2 separate regions of the Mus musculus genome follow, and region 1 is linked to region 2. A link is a contact called in public Hi-C data. All regions are on one chromosome and are shown on one strand. The core of a region is the stretch at or near the end of the contact, and the rest is flanking DNA. Distances in the headings are between cores, read along the strand shown. Region 1 holds the start of Cdhr2 (cadherin-related family member 2). Region 2 holds the start of Cplx2 (complexin 2).

What was found. Hi-C and Micro-C count contacts between places; a contact is called where the count stands out from the background.
Region 1: a Hi-C map of pro-B cells shows a contact between it and region 2, with 2.5 times the contacts expected there. The contact joins the promoter of Cdhr2 here to the promoter of Cplx2 in region 2. A contact is called at or near these places in 1 of 484 Hi-C or Micro-C datasets (pro-B cells) and 1 of 115 datasets of contacts at active chromatin or transcription factors (large pre-B cells).

What each region holds. Positions count from the first base shown.
Region 1 is chr13:54,698,528-54,704,166 of GRCm38.p6, reverse strand. Cdhr2 (cadherin-related family member 2) reads right to left here and starts at 2,704. Exons shown (of 32, transcript NM_001033364.3): 1 at 2,598-2,704.
Region 2 is chr13:54,366,643-54,372,906 of GRCm38.p6, reverse strand. It overlaps Cplx2 (complexin 2), which reads right to left and starts at 1,558. Exons shown (of 4, transcript NM_009946.3): 1 at 1,332-1,558. All of the region lies in intron 1 of LOC115488208 (a long non-coding RNA gene), which reads left to right.

The sequences.
Region 1 (5,639 bases), core at 1,455-3,954, 330 kb before region 2:
GCTGGGTCTTCTATCTAGCTGTCACAGGGTCATGCCTGACTCATACCTAGAACTCCTTTTGATCCTCCTTCCTATACTGTATGAGTTGACCCCGAGTTTCACAGTCTTGTCCCCTTTGTCACTGACTTTTCACAAACATACTCACTGACCATAATGAGGCCAAAGTTCTGCACTTGGCAGCAGCAGTATCTCCCAGACTCCATCACTTAAGAAAAATGTGTTATGAGATAGGAAAGTACCAGGTGACCAGCCTTACCTCTATAGGCACAGGCACTCTCAAGACCAGACCCGTGCAAGGCTCAGACTGGCTGTGGGCCATACTTCCCACCCTTGGCAAGACAAATTCTTAGGGGACCCAGGTTTCACCTTCCAAGAGTGGATCCCTTTTCCTCTGTGGTATCCAGTACACACACACACACAGTACACACACACACACACACACACACACACACACACACACACACCCTGCGTTCTCTTTACCCTAGATTTGCATGTGTCTCTTCAGCCCCAAAGGCCCTCTTGTGTCCCTTGCCCATGTGCAAATTCTCTCTGTCCTTCAAGACTCACAGCCAGAGCCGCTGAGCTCCAGTCAGGGAACATATGCTACAGGTCATATGGAAGAAGGGAGGCCATGTGCCCAGGCACTGGAGCTGGGCGAACGTCCCCTAGGTGCCCTTTTCTCCTATGGAGGACCACAAGTCAAACATAGGCTCATGTGAGACACCACTGATGCCAGCTCCCAACCACTCTACTTCTTTAAATGATGGGAAACTGGGCCTGGAGCCCAGCCAGTATCCCAGTGCTCAGCAGAGAGGAGGCCCTCTGGTTCTATATAAGGCTGAGCTGTATTGAGAGACCCGTAAAAGGAAAGAGAAGCAAGGAGGGAGGGAGAAGAAGATAGGGATAGTGGAGAAAGATGAAAGAAAGAACAGATCTAGAACCTAGAAATCCCAGGTCCTTGCTCCCAGGCTCCCAGCCCACTGGTTTGGGGCTGGACAGGAGGCTCTCTACCACAGAGAGCATGGTAGCTGTGAAGGACACACCCTGGAATGTGGAGATGGTCTGCTGGACTCTATCAATATGTTCAATTACTTTGTGTCAGTTAAAAACAAAACTGCACAGCTATTCACCTATAAAGTGTCTGAGGAAAAGTCAGGAGCATAGGGGCTCCAGATCACTCTACGGACCCCCAGACCCAGGTCATGCTCTGCCAGGCCTGACACAGCAGGGGTTTCCTCTCTCTTGTCTCAGCGGACACATTGGCCGCAGTTCGACAAGACTCCAGGAAACCAAAGACTCTACAATTCAGTCGACTGGATGTGAAGACCCCAGGACATCTTGGAAGGCTACAGAGGAAGGGAGCCCTCCCCTGCTAAAGGCTCAGCCACGGGCGGGCTCGCTAACCCCACAGCCACCCCACCCTGCCTCAGCCTCCACAGCTCCCTGAGCCCTTCCTTTCGCTTCTGCTTCCTTCCCACAGCTGCCTCACAGGAAGGAAGCAGCTACCTCACAGTTACTCTCCATTGCCCTAAGAAAACAGAGATCAGATCAGAGGGACAGTCAACAACAAAGATAGAAGGTCAATCACCAGCTGCAGGCAAGGCTAGACCCAGGTACCATTCTGCTGAGCCTAACAAAGGTCTCTCCTAATTCCACCAGCCCAGCCAAGTGATCCAGCTCCCCAAGATACGGACCCAGGGACCTTTAAGTTTCCAGGGATACCGGGCTTCCTGTAGCCAGAGATGGTGCCCGCCCTCCTGGCTGCTTCCTCTGAGAGACGGGTATGGATCAGGCCCCAAGTTAGGATTTTAGCATTTCACATACTGTCTGTCCAGCACTGGGCGAGCCTCCCTTGTCCTCAGCTTTGGTTTTCCTCTGAGGAATGAGGTGAGAGCAGGCTATGGCCTAGGCTGGTCAGGGGAATGTCATTATTCTCTGATATGCTACCTGGGACCAGTCAGCATGTAAGTCCTGTTTGAAGACACAAGCTGGCCTGGCTGAGTCTTTACCCTGTGACCAGGACAAGGACTAAGTTAGGGTTGGGACCAGCATCGTTAGTCCTCCCTGAGGTGACCTAGCGTTTGATCTCTGAGTCTGAGAGGGACAGCCTCCGTACCCTGCCATATCTGATTCACGAGCCCTCCAGGGGCTACTAGTACTGTGCCCACTCCACAGACGCAAAGACTGAGGCCCAAAAGCAGTCAGCAGCTCACTCAAAGTCTGCATGGAGCTGAATGAAGATCTGAGCCTGGCGGAGTGGAGCCAGCCTTTCCTCCTCAGGCTCCGGGACAGATTCAGCCATCTTCCTCATCTTCTCCTTTTAGGTAACAGATGAGGTAGCCAATTCACTTCTCAGGGACTTAGGAAGGCAAACAGGAGGTTGCCACTGCCTAGAGAGGAGATCTTACCCTACATTCTAGAAGAAACAGGCTTCACGGGTAGCTTCATCAATTCCCGCCCTCCCCATGACAAGTAGCTAACGCCACAGCTAGCTCTTCCCCTTGGTGTTCCCTCCATACTCCAGATGCCAGGAAACTGAGTCTGAAAGAACTCAAAGTTTGCCTCAATCCCAAGGACAGCCCCCCACCCAGGCTTACCCTCGGGCTAAGAGCCCCCCCAGAAGCAGCTGATCTGGACAGCCCCTGGAAGGGGCCCAGAGGCAGTGATGTACACCAGTCACAGGTGGGCGCCGTCTGGGGCCGGCAGAACACAGCGCAGACTTTGGCACCATCTCCACCTCTTCTGAGCAATCATTAACCATGCAGAGACCACACCTCCTCAGAAGGCACTGGCTGTGACCAGAGCAGGCAAAACCCTGGAGGAATAGGCAGGCCCAGTGACAGAGAAGGGGCAAATGCCCAGCCCAGGGTCTCACTGCAAGCAAGAGGTGGTGACAGTCAGAGGTCATGTCAGGACCTTCTGTCCTCTCCTGGCTCATCTTCAGTGGGGACCTGTAGAGAAAGCGGTGTGGGGAGATCTCTTGGGATGAAGAGACTTGACAGCTATCAAGCCCTTGAGCCCTCAGGCCAAGCCCCGAGGCCGGCATGAAGGGGTACCCACCCTGCAGTTCCAACAAGGCCTTTTCAGCCCTGTATTTGTCCCCTCTAAGCAGGACATCAAAGGGCAGGGCCAACACTGGGCATAGTGGCATATGTCCTTAATCCCAGCACTCAGAAGACAGAGGCAGGTGGATCCCTGTGAGTACCAGGCCTAGCTGGTCTCTATAACCAGTTTTAAACCAGACATAATAAGATGTTATCTCAAAGAAACAAAAACAAGCCAGGCAGTGGTGCCTTTGATCCCAGGACTTGGGAAGTAGAGGCAGGGAGATATCTGAGTTGAGGCCAACCTGGTCTACAGAGCTAGTCCCAGGGCAGCCAGGGCTAGACAGAGAAACCCCGTCTCAAAAAACAAATGAAAACAAAACAAACAAACAAACAAACAAACAAACAAACAAAATCAAAGGGCAGGATCACACACTGCCCCAGGGGCTCCACACACTCCCAGTGGTGGCCTCCCTCGGGGGAACAGGTCCCCAAGTTCATTTCATCTTACCTCATAGTAGGAAGGAGGCCCATGCTGCAGCTCACCAGCCGTGCGCCCCTTCCTGGCTGAGTGGCTGCTGTTCGCTCTGGAGACCGAGGCATCCCTGTGCAATCCTGGTGTGCTGCTGCGGGTTCTCAGGAAGCACCAATCTACCCAAAGAGCTCATGGTTCTGCAAGGTCCCATTGAAGGCTGGCCTCACGTCTCTGAGGAAGGAGGAGAATCTGTATTTGCTGAGCACCTAGTGTGGGCATGTATTTTTCACAACCTACTTCCATAAGGGTTCAACCTCCCCTCTAGCCCACCACCCACCAGAGGTAGTAGGAAAGTTTATTAGAATATGGGGAAGTGAGTGGGCATGTTAGCACATGCCTTTAATCCCAGCACTCGGGAGGCAGAGGCAGGTGGATTTCTGAGTTCAAGGCCAGCCTGCCTGGTCTACAGAGTGAGTTCCAGGACAGCCAGGGCTACACAGAGAAACCCTGTCTCAAAAAACAAAAAACAAACAAAAAAAAGGATATGGGGAAGTGGACCTTTTTTTGTTTTAGATTTATTTTTTTATTTTATGTATATGAATACACTGTAGCTGTCTTCAGACACACCAGAAGAGGGCATCAGATCCCATTATAGATGGTTGTGAGCCACCATGTGGTTACTGGGAATTGAACTCATGGCCTCTGGAAGAGCAGTCAATGCTCTTAACCGCTGAGCCATCTCTCCAGCCCCTGGAAGTGGGCCTGTTTAGAAACAGTTCTTTGGGATCTTCCAATCTTCTTTCTCCTTAGTTCAGTCCACGAGGAAACACCAAACCCCAATCAGCAGCTGCAGTCCAGTCCACTCAACAGACATCACACACGAATCAAAAGAAACTGGGAGTCTCACCAACGGGCTGGAGCTTGCTGAAGCTGCAAGAAGCCACAAGAAACCTCAGGAGTTCTTAGACGAGTTTCTTTCCACCACAAGCAAAGCTCACCAACACAATGTAAGGCCAACCAATACATGAAGGTCGTCAGCGAAGACTAGCGAGTGAGGTGGAACCAGTCAATGCTCGAGCTCCCAGTGTCTGTGGAGTCATATTTATCATCTTTCTAAACATCATGCGTCCTTTCATGTGTCTGCTTTAGCAGAACAGCCTTTCATCTGTGTGCCCCGGCAGAACATTATTTGACATGACTGACTTTCCAAAGAAACCAAAAGTTTCCACTTCAACCTACTGTGTGCTTTACATTGTGTCTCACGGATGCTGGATACCACCAGAATAAAGGACTCTGTTTGCAGGGTCTACCCTCCCCCACCAAGGAATGGAGCCTAAATTCATGCTCGTGTCCCTTGATGGCTAGTGACTGAGAGGAGCCCACTCTCAGAGAGAAAATGCTGCCCTCCTCATCACTCCCCCATGGGTGTCCTCTGTGCTTCTCCCTGCCCACAAAGCATTCCCCTACCCTGACCTCCATCATGGGTACCAATGTGCAAATAGCCCAGGAGCCCTTATCCAGGGAATGGTCCTCTAGTTTCTTTTAGGAAACCCAGAAACGTGGCTCCTCCACTCCATGCTGGGTATGTGGCTAAGGCCCAGCCAGTCAGACTTAGGGCCACAGCAAACAGATAGGTTTGGTTATAAGAATGAGAAGTTAGCCATGTTGGCCTGTGCTTCTAATCCCAGCAGGAAGGGACAGGCAAGAGAATGACGAGTTCAAGGTCAGCCTGGGAGACGTGGTATCTTAAAATAAAAAGAAAGGAAAAAAGAAAAGAAGAAAGAAAGAAAAAAAGGAAGAAAGAGAGGAAGGAAGAAAGAGAGGAAGGAAGGAAGACAGAGGGGGGAGAGAGAGAGAGAGAGAGAGAGAGAAACAAGAAAGACAAGCAAATCTAATAATTAAGCTCAAATAAACGGCTTCATTTGGAATGGTTGAGAGCATGGATCCTCCCCCCCCCCCCAGTGTGGAGTCTAAACTGTAAAAAAATGACAAGGGCATCACACAGCTGTTTTAATGTCATGAAGGCAAATAAGTGAGATACCCCAAGACTAGGTAAAACAGAGGCCTTTAATCCATCAATCCATTGCTCTGGAGGCAGACCCTGTCTAAAAACAAACGAA
Region 2 (6,264 bases), core at 309-2,808:
GAAGGAAGCTGGTGGGGGTGGAGGATGGTGCTGCTGGTAGGGTGTTGGACTGGGGGAAAGGGGGAGGGGGTGTAGGTAGGCTGATGCAAATGTTTCCATGCTGCCAGTCACCGGGGACCCAGGGCAGGCCCCTCATCTTTCCTCCAGACCCCACACTCCCACACCCCTGCTGTCAGTCCCAGCCAAAGGCAGCTAAGGCACCTGCTCTAGTTCCAGTTCGAGTCCCAGAAACCGGGCCCCTCCTTCTGACAAGCACACATGAGCACCTGCAGTGTTTGTCTTTGCGGCTGTTTTTCTCTGATTCAAGTACGGGCTACAATCACAACTCAATTCAACACTCCGTTGTTTTTTTGTTTTTTGTTTTTTTGCAAGGGACTCCACGCTAATGGCAGTGGCTGAGACAGAGGACGTCTCCCCTACTTCCCCACCCCACGCCCCTAGCAGCAAGACGTCTCAGAGGTGGCGGGGAGGGTGTGTGTGTGTGGGGGGGGGGGGGCGGGGGGTGCAGCGAGGTCCGGCCAGAGTAAAAGGATCAGTCGTCTGGGTCATGAAAGTGCGGGGGTTTTCCCCCCACAGAAGAGAGGGCAGGCTTCCAGGCGCCGCTCCCCCGGCCCTCATGGAGACCAACAGCTCTGCCCTGGGGCCCTTAGTTGGTCAGTGCGTGTCCCCTTCCCCCAACACTTGCCTCTCAATTCTGAACCTTCGCCTGCTCTTAAACTTTGCCAGGGAGAGGAGGGTCTGAGACTGAGGAGCAGCCTGTGACCCTGCACAGGCTCGTGCTACTCCAACAGCGCTCCTGCGGGAAGAGGACAAATAGCCCCCCTGCCCCCCACCGACGTGGCCTCTCCTCTCTCCACCTGGCCTCTGCCACCCTCGGGTTCCCTTGGGAACCGAACTCTACCCCTCGGGGTGACTCTCTGCTCCTGTAGCAGAGGGTCCGGGAGGGCTTCAGGGGTAGCCACACCCCAAGCAGCCGAGGACCACGTCCCCCACCCTAGTCTTGCGGGCTCGAAGTTGTTCTCCAGGTTCACACTTGAGTCTCCGCACTCGGGGCGGTCGGAGCTCCCCAAGCCCCACTGCTCCGGGTGCGCATCTGCCCACATCTTCCTGCCCCGAGTCTGCAGCTCCAGCGGTCCCCCTGGCCTCCGCGGGGAGCTGTCCCTTCAGCACCACAGCGAGCGGGTAGGGGCCGCAGTCCCAGCGCAGCGCCCCGCGGTCTTGGGGAGCCCCTCAAAGCTACACTGCCCGGCTTCCCCGCTGTTCCGGAGCCAGAGCGTTCCCCCACTGCCCCCAGCCCGGCTCCGCCTCCCCGGCCCACGGCCAGCACCGACCTGGTGGTCCCAGCAACCGTCTAAGCCACTGCAGGGCTCCGGCTGACTCCAGCAGGCGGTGCCGTGTGCTCAGCCAGCTCGCGCCGCTGCCTGGTGTAACTCCGCCAGGCAAGCTGGGGCCGAGGCTGCTGCCGCGGGCGGGCGGATGCCTAAGGCGCCCTCCAATCACGCCCCTCAGCCAGGCCCTGACGCCGTACAGCTTCTCTTCCAGAAGGGAAATTCAAAACCTCTCTCTCTCTCTCTCTCTCTCTCTCTCTCTCTCTCTCTCTCTTCCCTCCCTCTCTCTCTCCCTCCCTTTTCCTCCCTCCTGCACTCCCTCCCTTTTCTCCCCTCTCTTTCCTGTTCCCCCTCTCTTCATTCTCCTTTCCCTCTCACTGTCTCCTCCCCCTCATTTTCCCCTCTCTTCCTTATCTCCTTTCTACTCTTTTATTCTCTCCGCGTTAAGCTGTACCGATCTGCCTGCAGCTAGGCTTCATTCCCAACTCCTCCGTGTTCAAGAACCACAAGCTCGAAGGTTTGGAAGGGCTTTGGGGGCACGAGTGGAAGAAAGGATTTTAAAAGCAGAAACTCAAGTAATCACCTCTTCAGGAAAGTTCTCTTTGGTTACTCTGGGCACACTACGATAGGCACACTCCCGTTGGGGTGCCCAATTCCCTAAAGGAGCCCCAGTTTCAATCACCCCTTCTTTGTGCCTGGGAGCGGCTTCTGGACTAGACAGTCCACTGTCACATCGTTTCTGCAGTTTATGACTGTAGTGTCCAGCTATGCGCTCACTCCAGAACCACTGGTGTGTGGGATGAGGAAGGCCCTCCTAGTGGGTGAGTGGCTCTCTGCTCTGGACCCAGAAGCAGAAAGACTGCTGCAAAATTGCAGCGGGAACCCTAGGTGAGCTACTCCTGGTCTTCTGTAGATGTGTTATCCTCGGAAGAAGGAATAGTTCTCTGGTTATGTTATTCTAGAAGGCGCTGCTTTCCCTCCTAAGCCCAGGGAAGAGAAGGGAGTAGACAACAGGGGGACCCCTACTACTCGCTCAGCCTCCCCCCATACTCATCTTTCCCCCTCTCTCCTAATGAGCCTCTCCTTTCTGCCTGCCACCTATTGGCTCCCCGCCCCTTCTTTTCATCCAGCCAGAGGTGTAGGAAAATGGCTCCAGTGGGGAGGGCCTTGCACCTGGCCTTTGGAAGCAGTGCAGAAGTTCATGCATCCATCAGAGCTATGTCAGAGTGGGGATGACTTCTGCTTCTGAGATGAGATGGCTTCTCTCCCAGGAGCAAGAGCTGCAAGCTGCGGTAGGGCAGAATCCAGGGAGGGAAAGGAGGGGTTCACAGTAGATGCCTTAACGTGGGAGAAACCTTACAAGTCAGAAGACATCAGTGTGCACCCCCTGCTCCCCTGCAGACCAGGAGCTTTGTATGATGGCAGGGCCCCTCTATTTAGGTGGCCTAAAGTGTGTGTGTGTGTGTGTGTGTCACACGCTCCTGTTTCATTAGAGACACTTAGACTGGCCACTAATGCCCAAAGGGAGTTGGAAGCCAAGAGATCTGACATTTTAAGACCTGCAATCTTCCCCCCCCCCCGCACCCCTTCCCCTGCCTGCCTCTGTCTCTTCCTTTCTACAAGTTCTTCAGCAAACATGCTCTGTGAAGGGGGCCTGTGCCAGCTGCACTCTGGCTACAACTGGGGCTTTGCCTTTGACACGGACGTTGATCAAGCTAGCATCAAAATCCAAGTTGCACTTCAGATAAAAAGACAGAGTTCAGCCCTGGGTGCTGCGTTTTAAGCTGGGCTTGTGTAAGCACCGGGTCCATCCAGCTCTTGAGAGGAGGCTGGGCGGGGGCTAGTGAGGTTGAAGGGCCGGAGGGTGGCTTCCTACCCTCAGAACAGAACAGAGAGGGTGTTAGTCCTGGAAGGGCTGATGAATCTTGGCTAATTGAAATTGCCTTAGGTTAGTAGTTGGCAAAGTAGATGCTAAGGGTATGCTTGCTGAGGTGGATAAAATAACCAATGCAGGGGAAAACCAGAGCTACAGGGTTCTCCCTGTCCCCCCCCCCCGCCCCTGCCATTACTGGAGACAGCCTTAGGACAATGGGTAAAGAGAGGCAGGCTGTAGCTCTAAGAGGAAGACCCAGATCTCAGGTGGTGCTATCCAGCCCTGCCTGTGTGTCCCAGCTCAAGGCTGAAGCTGATAAGAGGACTGACCATCTGGGTGGCGGTCACATATGAATCCAAGCCTTTTGTGAATCTCTCTCTCTCTCTCTCTCTCTCTCTCTCTCTCTCTCTCTCTCTCTCTCTTTCTCTCTCTCTCTCTTTAAAATCCTCATTATTTGACATGAACTGAGCCTAGTCGCAGAAATCTTACTGATGGACAGAAGTTCAGCTTGGCCAAGTTTTGAAGCTTCGTCCTGTTGATCGATTAGGGATAACTCACAGCAGAGCTATTTCCCACAGCCAAACAGAGGTGTGGGGAGGAGTCCTTTCTGCCCGGACATGGTTCCCAAATTCTCTGTTATTATTTAAGAAAAGTAGCTGACTGTTCCAAATATCCCCCAATGATGATAATGCCACTAAACTCGGCCATGAACTACACCCCCAAAGGGCCTGAGGTGCCAACTTTGGGGCTTTTATATAAGTCACACTTTTTCATTTAATTTCTACAAACCATCATTTTCAAGATGCAGACATTGAAGCCCAGGGGGAGAAAGTAAGTCTTGAACAGAGCCAGAATTCCAGCTGATAGGGCACTGGGACTCATGGGCCTTCTAGTGCTCTGAGCTGCTTCTCTTCTGGTACGATCCGACCTTCTCTAACCTATGCAAGTGGAACGTTTGCAGCATATGTATAATGTGTGTGTGTGTGCACGTGTGTGCATGTGATATATCTCTATCTATCTATCTATCTATCTATCTATCTATCTATCTATCTATCTATCTATCTATATCTCACTGGTATTTATAACCATTCCTGTTGTCTGGTTTCTAACACACACACACACACACATGCCTGCAAGCTTTCGTGAGTGCTCGCACACACACACACACACACACACACACACACACACACACACACACACACCATATATTTACACTCAGATCAGAATGCTCCTGTCATGCAGACTGTGGTATCTCTTCCCCCTCCTGCCTCTCTAATCCAGCTAGCTCACTGTAATCGAGCGTGGGCAGGGGAGGTACAAGCAGGCAGCCTCTGGTCTTCACAGAGCGTTGAGAGCAGGGAGACGGATCCAGGTTTGGAAAGATTCACGATATGGTGTAGCTATGCCTTGGATGTTCACTAGGAAGCCAATTAGGAAAGCCAATGCTAGGACTTCCACAGCACCGAGGAACAGTGCGTGAGAAGTGACAGCTGTCATAGGCTGCAAATGTGCATGTCAGTGAGAATGGCTTCCAGAGAGTGCCTGTCCAAAGGTCAGCTGCCCCCCCTGACCTCCCACCCCTGCTCTGTCACCTCCTTCACCCCAGCAAGCACTCTGGATGCCATGGGGGAAAAAAAAGGAAATGACAGATCTGGTTTGACTTTGCTGGCTGCAGAATACCTCAGCTGGTATGGACTGGGTTCAGGGAGGCCTGAGCTGCCCACATCCTGTGGTTCTAGCTTGAGCCTGGGGGGGCAGCATTGGCCTTTGTTTGGGAGGGTGGCCTGGTGCCAGCAGAAGAAAGAACGGTGGGGGTTGGAGCATAGAGAAAGGTCCCACGTCATATTGCTCCCCTGGTGACTATCTTCCTTCTTGTCGCCGACAATGTCTAGGGTATGGTGTGAGTCTCACGAACTACCTTTGTCAACATGGAGTGACGTGGTGGGAAGGCCAACTTGCCACTGTGCAATGGTGTGCCTGTGCATGCGGCCATCGTGGGAGTGGGCAGCATCCGTAGAGGATGCAGGTGCCATTGCTGTTGTATTGTGTGACATACCTGGGTCTGCTGCCACTGACTCTCATTGCCTGCTGCTGAGTCCCTCCTGTTAAGAGCTAATGTGACAGTACAAAGCTAACTTCATTTTACAACAGGATATGTCATCAACGGTACTATGGAGGGATCCACTGTAAGGCAATGGTACACACATACAATTGTGTATGTACCAAATGGCTGTGTACCATAGGGCCAAAAATAAAATGAACTGTTCTAGATTCAGAGGTTCTAAGGGTGTGCCACTGTTTCTGGTTACCAATGTGTTGCTATCAACTAGAGATGACCCAAGGGAGTGTTAGGATGGTGGTCTTGGGTAACTATCAGCAGGTATAAATGTGAGCCACAACGGGTGGACACACACACACACACAACAGGTGGGCACGCACGTCATTGTGTGGGGCAGCAGAAGCAGTTAGATGTGTGCATGAGCAGCCAGAAATTTGTCCTGATCACTGTGCAAAATATGCTACTAGAGGTGACAAGCTTCCTTCCCACTTCCTCTCCACCCTAAAGGCTGTAAGCCAGCACACCGGCTCCTGCCCATTCAGGAAGGCGAGAGACTCCTAGAACCCTGTAGTTTTCCAGAAAGTTCCAAGATTTCACACCTGCACCCTGACTCACTGGTAACATGTGAGTTACCAGTCTGTGGAAATTCTCTAGGGATCCGTTCTCATCCCCAGAGCCTCATCCTCAGTTTGGCTCCCCACTAGCATCCGCCTACCAGTTCCTCCTGGGTCCTGCATGCCCTTTATCCGTGCCCATCTCCCCATCCAGGCGCCCATTAGCATGTCAAAGCAGCCCCATTCCAGCCCACACAGTGTACTCTGGGGCATCCCTACACAGTTGCTCCCTCTCATCTGGAGCTTTCCTGAAACCTTGCATTTTCTTGTCTGTTTTCCAGTCTGCAGCACCTCACCATCGACCAAAAGGAGGTTGTTTGGATGTGATTCCCCCTTCTCTTGTCTCGGGTTCTTTTTTCAAGTGTCCTGTTGTGACTTCTATCCCCTTAC